Regions from separate parts of the Mus musculus genome. Here regions 1 and 3 are each linked to region 2. Evidence: chromatin contacts called from public Hi-C and Micro-C data. All regions are on one chromosome and are shown on one strand. Each heading gives the region's core, a stretch centred on a gene start, on an enhancer-like site or on the middle of the called end of the contact. The rest is flanking DNA. Distances are from core to core; before and after follow the strand shown. Region 1 holds the start of Slc25a43 (solute carrier family 25, member 43). Region 2 has its middle 44 kb from the start of Akap17b. Region 3 holds the start of Akap17b (A kinase (PRKA) anchor protein 17B).

Evidence for each region. A called contact is a pair of places that touch in the nucleus more often than the background predicts.
Region 1: a Hi-C map of pre-megakaryocyte-erythroid progenitors shows a contact between it and region 2, with 1.6 times the contacts expected there. The contact joins the promoter of Slc25a43 here to the enhancer-like site in region 2. A contact is called at or near these places in 3 of 39 promoter capture datasets (3T3-L1-derived adipocytes, embryonic stem cells and pre-B cells), 1 of 484 Hi-C or Micro-C datasets (pre-megakaryocyte-erythroid progenitors) and 3 of 9 other capture datasets (adipose tissue, liver and pancreatic islet).
Region 3: a Micro-C map of trophoblast stem cells shows a contact between it and region 2, with 2.9 times the contacts expected there. The contact joins the promoter of Akap17b here to the enhancer-like site in region 2. A contact is called at or near these places in 2 of 15 datasets of contacts at CTCF or cohesin (large pre-B cells and pro-B cells), 3 of 484 Hi-C or Micro-C datasets (embryonic stem cells and trophoblast stem cells), 3 of 115 datasets of contacts at active chromatin or transcription factors (the 230-238 cell line, large pre-B cells and neural progenitor cells) and 1 of 9 other capture datasets (pancreatic islet).

Annotation. Positions count from the first base shown.
Region 1 is chrX:36,742,211-36,744,959 of GRCm38.p6, forward strand. It overlaps Slc25a43 (solute carrier family 25, member 43), which reads left to right and starts at 1,422. Exons shown (of 5, transcript NM_001085497.2): 1 at 1,422-1,808. The coding sequence starts at 1,534.
Region 2 is chrX:36,688,180-36,691,280 of GRCm38.p6, forward strand. No RefSeq gene overlaps it. Among named protein-coding and RNA genes, the nearest start is that of Akap17b, 44 kb to the left of the region's middle. Within about 2 kb of position 1,767, at least 47 of the 459 cell types and tissues checked have an H3K27ac peak or open chromatin away from gene starts, as enhancers often do. A contact at or near this core is called in the 230-238 cell line, pre-megakaryocyte-erythroid progenitors, pro-B cells and 1 more, where this site is marked.
Region 3 is chrX:36,644,097-36,646,796 of GRCm38.p6, forward strand. Akap17b (A kinase (PRKA) anchor protein 17B) reads right to left here and starts at 1,318. Exons shown (of 7, transcript NM_001081956.1): 1 at 954-1,318.

The DNA.
Region 1 (2,749 bases), core at 172-2,671, 54 kb after region 2:
TTGATCATTATCTCCACTCTTTTTCAATGGATTGGTTTTACTTATTTATTCTAAATTTAAAATTAGCATGCACAGTAGTTGGTTTCATTCTGTCATTTTCTCTTTCCAGTCTTCTCCCCCATCCCTCTGACACTGCCAGCTTAATTTCTGAGGCAAGTTCTCTTACCAAACCTGGAGTTCACTATTTCAGAAAGACATGGACCACTGTGCCCAACTATTACATGGATGCTAGAGGTCCTCTTGCTTGCCTATCAAGCACATTACCTACTGAGCCATCTCCCCCATTTTTTCAGTAGTGAGATGAGCCACCAAGAACCTGAAATTGCTGGGACATGTGTTCTGATATCATATTGTATCCCATGAAAATGTACAATTAGTGTGTGCCAGATTGGATGGATGTGCTTAGCTTGAAAAGGTTCCATTAGCAACATGAGAATCAATATAGAAAATAAGATGCAAATTTGGGATGTCTTATGCTAACAGTGCGTTTGCTAGCTGTCTCTTTCCTTGTAATTATCATTGTTGAGCCCTTTAAAAAAAACAGAAATAAAATTGGAAAGTTGTTAATATTTTTAAATCCTTCTTAGATTCTGGCAAAGCCACAGTTATCACCTTTTTACCTATATTGTCCTAACCCTTACCTAACAGAATCACTGAATGTATGTACTACTGCCACTATGCAATCCTTGGGTGTGGCCCTTATTAGGTCTAACATTGACCTACATAGGAACCCCGATTCTGCGAGGTAGTGAACACTCAGGCTTGAGCAAGTGTCTCCGTGTCTTAGTTTCCTCTTCTCTACGGCAGCAGCTAGTCATACCCTCATAAGCACCACATACAGACTGGTTACTTCTTCCAGCCACTATTCATTTCATCTTTATAAATTAAATTTTCATTTATTAAATTTTCATTTAATCCTCGAAAGTACCATCTTCATAGTACAGGTGAAGCAACTGGGACACAAAGTGAGCAATCGACTTCCCTACCCTCCTATGACATGTCATCTGCAGAGCTAAGGATTCTAAGGCAGGTAAGGTTCCAAAGCCTTAAGCACACCTATAGTCTCTGAAAAGGAGGCTCTAACAAGTTGTCTACTAGGTAGCAGCAGGTTGTTATTCAAGGTCTGTCTTTTCTGCACTCTGGATTTAAAATAAAAGAAGCCTATGGAAGAGAAGATAGACAGGCGAAGGGGGATGACATAGAATGTGAAAAGGGACCCAGAAGAAGCAAAGTACCTAAGGGAATACCTAAGAAAAACGTGATGCTGGCTAGGCCCAGAAAGAACAGGAAATGGAAGCCTCGGTCTTGCCTATTGCATTGCAAACACACACTAACTGAGCATGCCTCAGATACCTGAGAGAGTCGCCTTTGATCCCACCCTATCCCTGAGGCGCTGCTCGGGTGTGAGCCTGACTTCCCCAGTTCATCTCCCAAGTCCGCCCCACGCCGGGCGGGGCCTGGCCGGACTGCTCTAACTGCCCCCGCGAGCCCAGGGCACCAGCCACGAGGTGGCCGGCACGGGCCTGGGTCAGGATGGCTACGTGGAGACGGGATGGCCGGTTAACCGGCAGCCAGCGGCTCCTGTGTGCGGGGCTGGCCGGGGCGTTCAGCCTCAGCCTCACCGCGCCCCTGGAGCTTGCCACTGTGCTGGCCCAAGTCGGCAAGGTGCAAAGCCACTCCCTGGGGCTGTGGGCCACCGGACGCCGGGTGTGGCTGTCCGAGGGGCCAAGGGCCCTGTGGAAAGGGAATGGCGTGGCCTGCCTGCGCCTCTTCCCCTGCAGCATGGTACAGCTGGCCGCCTACCGAAAGTAAGAGCCCGGTGGGAGGGGTCGGGAGATCGGACTGGAATGGCAAAGCTGCCACCCTGATGAATCCTAAGAAGTCTCAGTTTCCCTTCCTCTGTAAAACCGGATGGGAGTCGGGTGGGGGTGGAGGCTGGCCTTGGGAGGGGGCTACAAGGCCATATGTGTGGCCCCTAGGGTACAGTAGCAGTTTTTCACATGCTCTTGAGATTCTTGCCCTGTGAACTGCAGTTTTGTGACCTCTTGAGTCTTTCTGGGAGGAGGCAGAATTAGCAAATGATATCTGGGGGTAAAGAAACAAAAAGGCTTCCCATGGCGATAAGGTCTATCCATTCCCAACGTCTAGTAACTTGAAAATGTTTGCTTTTCTGGCTTAGGAGAGAACGCTCTCTTTTTTTTGTTTGTTTTTTTTGTTTGTTTGTTTGTTTGTTTCTTGAGACAGGGTTTCTCTGTATAGCTCTGGCTATCCTGAAACTCACTCTGTAGACCAGGCTGGCCTCGAACTCAGAAATCCGCCTGCCTCTGCCTCCGGAGTGCTGGGATTAAAGGCGTGCGCCACCACGCCCGGCAGGAGAGAACACTCTTGATGGTGTGTAAAAAGTGAGACCAGTGTCCTAAGGAGTAAGTGGGTAGTACAGGAAGAAGGACCAGTCTCTTGCCTCAAAAAGAGTTCTGTCCACCATCCCCATCTCCAATCTCAGCCTAACTTGGCTTTAGGATCCAACAGGGTCTGCAGCATCCTTTCTCCAGCAGGGACTTGTCTCCTCAGCCTAATGTTTCCCCCACTCCCAGCTGCCATCCTGCGGCGGCGGTTTCTCACCTTCTCCCACATCAACCACTGCTGCGAGAATAAGAGCTAAAGATGCAAGGGAGTGACCTTAAAAAGAGCTCAAGGATGTTTGCATGGGAGCTAGAAAGGAAGCCTAAAAAAGGAAGTCAGTGATGAC
Region 2 (3,101 bases), core at 517-3,016:
AACCAAATGTGGTCAGCAAGAATTAAAATAGGTCAGGCTGGAGAGATGGCTCAGTGGTTAAGAGCACTGATTGTTGTTCCAGAGGTCCTGAGTTCAAATCCCAGCAACCACATGATGGCTCACAACTGTCTGTAATGAGATTGGATGCCCTCTTCTGGTGTGTCTGAAGACAGTTACAGTGCACTTACATATAATAAATAAATCTTTAAAAATAAAAAAATTAAAACAGGTCATGTTATGAGTGAACTATGTAAGAAGCAAATAAGGTTTATCTTTTCATAGTGTCACATTTTATTGAATAAATTCACAAAGTATGACAATTCACATTGTGTATGTGTGTTTTAATAAATGAAAGTAAAGGGCTGAAGAGGCAAGGAGATTCAAAAAGGCCTGAGAGGAAAGCTGATAGGGATGGAAGTTCTGGAGAGGTTTTGATAGAGAAGCTACAGTTATCGGTAGGGTCAAGCTACAATTTGCCCAAACCCACTCAAGAAAAAAACAAAGCAAACTTATGATTATGAATGAAATTCAAGCAGTGGTTAAATACATCAACCAGTAGGGCTGGTGAGATGGCTCAGCACGTAAAGGCACTTGCAACCAAGACTGATGACTTGAGTTCAATCCTCAGATTACACTTGGTAGAAAGAGAGAACTCACTCCCCCAACTTGTCCTTTGACCTCCATGCTTATGCCATGGCACATGTAGAGAGATGATATTTGAGAAGGACAATCTGAAGTCCCTGGTTTCAGTCACAAGCTCCGTGACTGTCCTTGTTGCACATACCAAGGTTAGTTGAGAGGTGGTTGGGGCCTGTTGCTGTCATAGTACTGTGTGTTCACCTCCTTATGGAGTCTAGATGAGGAGTTAACACTCTTTCCTTCTTAGACCTGGTGTTCTAAAATGTTTTTAATATGTGCAATGTACCTTGATACATTTATAGGGTATGACCCTTCATAAGCTCAGGGATAAGTCGTTTATCAGTCTGTGCTGCGTAGATAGAATCAGAGAGATGGTACTGTTCACATGTCCACTGAGGTACCATCATTCATCCTCAAAACTGCTTATAAAATGGAGTCACTCAGATCAAGACACAGTCTGGAAAAACACCATTTTACTTAGGGCATGGCACAACCTGATCTCAAGGGTCAAGGGTTTCGAGAGTATCAGATGATCCTCTCCGTGAGAGAAGTTGGAGAAGCAGAAAGATCCCTTGTACTTTTCATTGTTGCCTCCTTGTGGCTATTTCATCCAGTCATTCACTCTTCCTACAAACTCTTAAAGTATGTCTACTTACCACCACCACCGGCATGATTCCAAACACAGGGATAAGAGATGAAAAATGCAAAGAATGTTCCTGTCCCCAAGGAACCACATTCTAGTGGAGGAATGAAGAAAATAAACTTAAAATCTCCTCAAAGAGATAAGTATAAATAATATTGTGTGCAAAGATGATTATAAGACAAGATAAATAATAACCTTGAGAGATGAAAAAATCCTCTATGAAAAATGAGATATGAGCTAAAATATTTTTTAGAAAAGCTATAGACACATGATCTCTTATAGACACATGATCTCTTTCTTCTTAGGAGACTCCATAGCTGCTATGCAAATCAACCTAGCTCTCCCCAGCAACCAACTCAACAAACCAAGAGATGGGGAGAGGAAGCCACAATGAGACCACAAACAGTCTTGCTACACCCTGAGCCCAGGGCAATGATAGCCTGCTGCCTTAGAGTCATCAGAGGACCTTGTTTCTAAACAAGGAAGGCCTGCTCCAAAGTGATTCACTGGGGAAAACTCAGAAGGTATTTCCTTTCTCCAATGTGCTCATAACCTGTGTCTCATAGCATGGCAAAGGAATCCAGGCTTATTGTCAAGGGCTTCTCTAGTGAAATACAGTGGAGAGAGGTCTTTCATATAGAGACAACTGCCTAGTGCTTCCTGAGAGCAAAGCTGAGGCTAAGCCATATTCTTATAGCTTGCCACCAAGACTCCTTTTGTTTGGGTAGTTTTCTTTATTGCTTTGTTGGGTCTTGTTTTGTTGAAACAGGTCTCACTCTAGCCCAAGCTAGCCTGAAATTCAGTGTGTAGGTCTGGCGAGCCTGGAAATCACAACGATTCCCCTGCCTCAGCCTCTTGAATGGTAGCATTGGGTGTTTTCAGATGTAAACCACCACACCTATCCCTAATAATGTCTTTTAAAATCTTAAAAAGGAATGAGCTCAGGTGGCATCCAACTGTTGGGGGCTGCATTATGATGTGCTGCCACTGGGCTTTCTTTTTGTTCTTCCTCTGCAAGTTCCAGGAAGCATTCTATGTTAAACCTGAGCCGATGCCAGCCTTCCTCACAGGAAAGGTCGAAAGCCCCAAGATGAATGTTATAATTAAAAGAATCCTGGCTCCAAATGGCAAGAAACTGCATATCGGGATATTGAATGTTGATGGCCATCTGTTTAGAAAACAAACAAGTAGATATCCTTATTTGATAGTCATTCCCATTTTGATGAAGGTCTCCTAGGTATGATACTATACGTACATAGTGATTTGAAAAAATATAGTAATCTTTTGGAATTCTTTATGGATGTGAAAAGAAAACAATCCACTATTTTAGGCTTTAAAATACCTCCCTTTCAAAGCCCAATGTTGACTTACAAAGTCTTTATTCTGCAGACGATGTTTATCTTAAAGGGAATACATATTCTCACACATATTTCCTAAATGTAAAAAGATAATTGTATATTATGGCAAGTCACTCTCCCTCATGCTTTCTTATCCTTGATAGCAAAAAAGTACTTGTATATATTGTATATAAATAAAATGTAAATAAATGTAACCACAGAATCTGTATTTTCAATTTGAAATGCCACTCTCATTTTTTTGTTTTTGTTTTTAATTTTAAGAATACTTTATTTGGGGGAAGTTTCATACATGAGTACTGTATTTATGTACATCATTACTATTCCTCCCCCTTCCCCACCAACTTCCTTCATGTTCTAAGTTGTAAATATATAAACCAGCTGTGTCCGTTTAGTATTGCTTATATATGTATGTGCTTAGGGCTGATCACCCGAAATTGGATGACCTATCAGGGACTTGTCTC
Region 3 (2,700 bases), core at 68-2,567, 45 kb before region 2:
CATCCCTATCAATTATACTTCACAATCTTACAGTATTTCAACAGTATGAGGTTTCAAAGGTAGATCTGAGACAGGAAGAACATCAGGTAAAATGGGTACCATCTTTGAAACCCTGTGGGAAATAAAAAGACCCAGGTAGTCCCCATACTGCAATTCAGAGTTCCAGGGTTCCAATCAACACATGTTTAGAGTTAGTGACATTCAAAAGTGCTCAGGTAGTGACTGGTTTCATAAGCAGGTGATAAATGTAAAAATGGTACTAGTCCCAGTGACCAACATGCTCAGAGACAGCAGTATCCAAGACATGAGGCTCCCCAACTTGCTTTCTTCCCTGATACTTCTGCCCATCTACTCAAAGCTCAAGACTATGCATTCCAAAGGCTTAGAGGTTTACCCTGCTTTCTTGGGTCAAATTAGAAGCAGTTTAATTCCATCCACGGTAGGAACCTCACAAGGCCCTTGGTGGTCATCAGTGGGCAGAGGCAACGGACCCTGGGTAGTGGTTAACTGGAATGAATGTCACTGAAGCAGATTGAGAACCAGAGCCCTTGGCTTTTGCATACAGCAGGGAGGAGGGCATCCTTCAGCTTTCCTAAGCAATCTAGTACACCCTAAGGAAAAGCTTCCAGTGACCTCAGCTGCAGCAGCGGCCACAGCGCCCCCTAGTGCGGCACCAAGACCCAAGAGAGCAGCCGAATGGATCCAAGGGGGAAAGCCTAGGGGCATCTCTAGAAAACCTGGTTTCCACCTAGAGCAGGCCTGGCTACCTGGGTTCTCTCCAAAACCCCTCCCAAGTCCTCACTCAGGGTCCAACGCGGCCCTGCCTCCCAGGCACCCAAGACTCCGGTAGGCCAGGGCGGCCGGCCAACCGGGACGCAGAAGGACGCAGCCGCCTGGTCGATTCTCAGAAAGGGGGGGGGGGGTGTTATCGGGAGCCTCAGCAGCCGCTGTACCTTCACGCTTAGCTCCGCTGGGGTAGCGGAACCGCTACCGCTCCTGCCGCCGCCTCCCTCCAGCCGCCGCAGTGTCAAGGATCAACCCTCCTGGTCGCTCTCTTCCACCGCCGCGGGCGAGGCCAGCTGTTGAATGGCTCAGGTCGCGACACAGAGTCGTCCTCGCCGCATCCGAGAAGGCGACGCAGGCGCGCGCGCTCGTGCCAACGCCCCGAGCGCCCCTCGCCCCGCTGCAGGCCCCGTGAGCTTCCAGGTGGCTGCCTCCTGATTCCTGGCTGGGGGCTACAGGGTGCAGGTTTGCACGCCTGCCTGCTCCAATCCCTTGGTGGGCTCCAGCGGACCAATTGACTCCCCTCGAGAGCTCCGCCCCCTTCGCTGCCATCCCTTGACTTGCCGGCAGAACCAATGGCAACCACCGACTAGACCCGCCCCTAGGATTTCCCCAGGGCCAATCGCCTTCTCCCGAGCAAGCATTAAAGTAACCCCGCCCCTCCTGTACAGCCAAGCAAGGGCCAAAGTTAATTCCATTGCAAGGTTCTAACTAGCTCAAGGTTTTGTCCAGTTTACTCACCGCCCACCCCACTGCCTAATTATGTGATTTAGAGACTGCAGACACCACCAACACCCACCCACTACACACACACACACACACACACACACACACACACACACACACACACACACACACACACAGAGAGAGAGAGAGAGAGAGAGAGAGAGAGAGAGAGACAGAGAGAGAGAGAGAGAGAGAGAGAGAGAGAGAGAGAGAGAGAACAGTGCTACAGGCCTTTAATCCCAGCACAGACAGAGGCAGGCGGATCTATGAGTTCAAGGCCAGCCTGGTCTACAGAGTGAGTTCCAGGACAACCAGGGCTACACAGAGAAACCCTGTCTCGATAAAGAACAAGCACAAGAAAAGAAAGAGAGCCAAGACTGGGGGAGGGGGATGCAAGCATGAGGACCCAGCTCAGATCTGTAGCAAGGGTGTAAAAGTTGGAATGTGGTAGGGTGAGTTTGCAATTCCCATTGCAAAGGGAATGGGAATTAGGCCAGAGGTGGTGATACTGTGTGGCTTTCTGGACCTTGCTGGTCAGCCAGGCTAGCTAGGCAATTGGTGAGTTTCAGGTTCAGTGAGAGACCCCGTCTCACAAAATAAGGAACAAAGCAATCAAGAAGACACCCGATGTTGACCTGTAGCCTCCACACACTTGTGGACACATACACATTTTTTACAAGAGAAAAAAACATCACGGAGAGACTTACCCACCGTCATAGCTGAGAACTAGCCACTCTCTTGACCAGATCTTCCCCATCAAGAAGTCAGCAAGAACCTAGGAGAACACTCACTGGTTGTGGGTTTATTTTCTTCTTGTCCAGTATCCAGTACAGGAGCTTAGACCCTGTATGCTGGGAAACTTCCAGGAACCAGGCACCAAGACTCCCTGACTCTGCGATGGTCACTTTGGTCTCTGGCCTTCTAGCCTGAGGATAAGCAAAGGTAGCCTTGCCTCTCCTTCTCCATGGTTTTCTAACAATTTAAAGACCATTCTCCTGGCCCACTGTTCCAGGCTCTGATGTTCAAAGACACAAATTGAGGGTCTTCTCTGAATGTAAGCCAATTGCCTTAAATCTTTTGAAAACAGACACCAGGAACTAAGTGTCCCTTCCAACCCTTGCCCAGATGACATTTCTTTGAGTTCATCAACATGGAATTCACTTTCTCAGATGACAAATCACAAAGTTGACA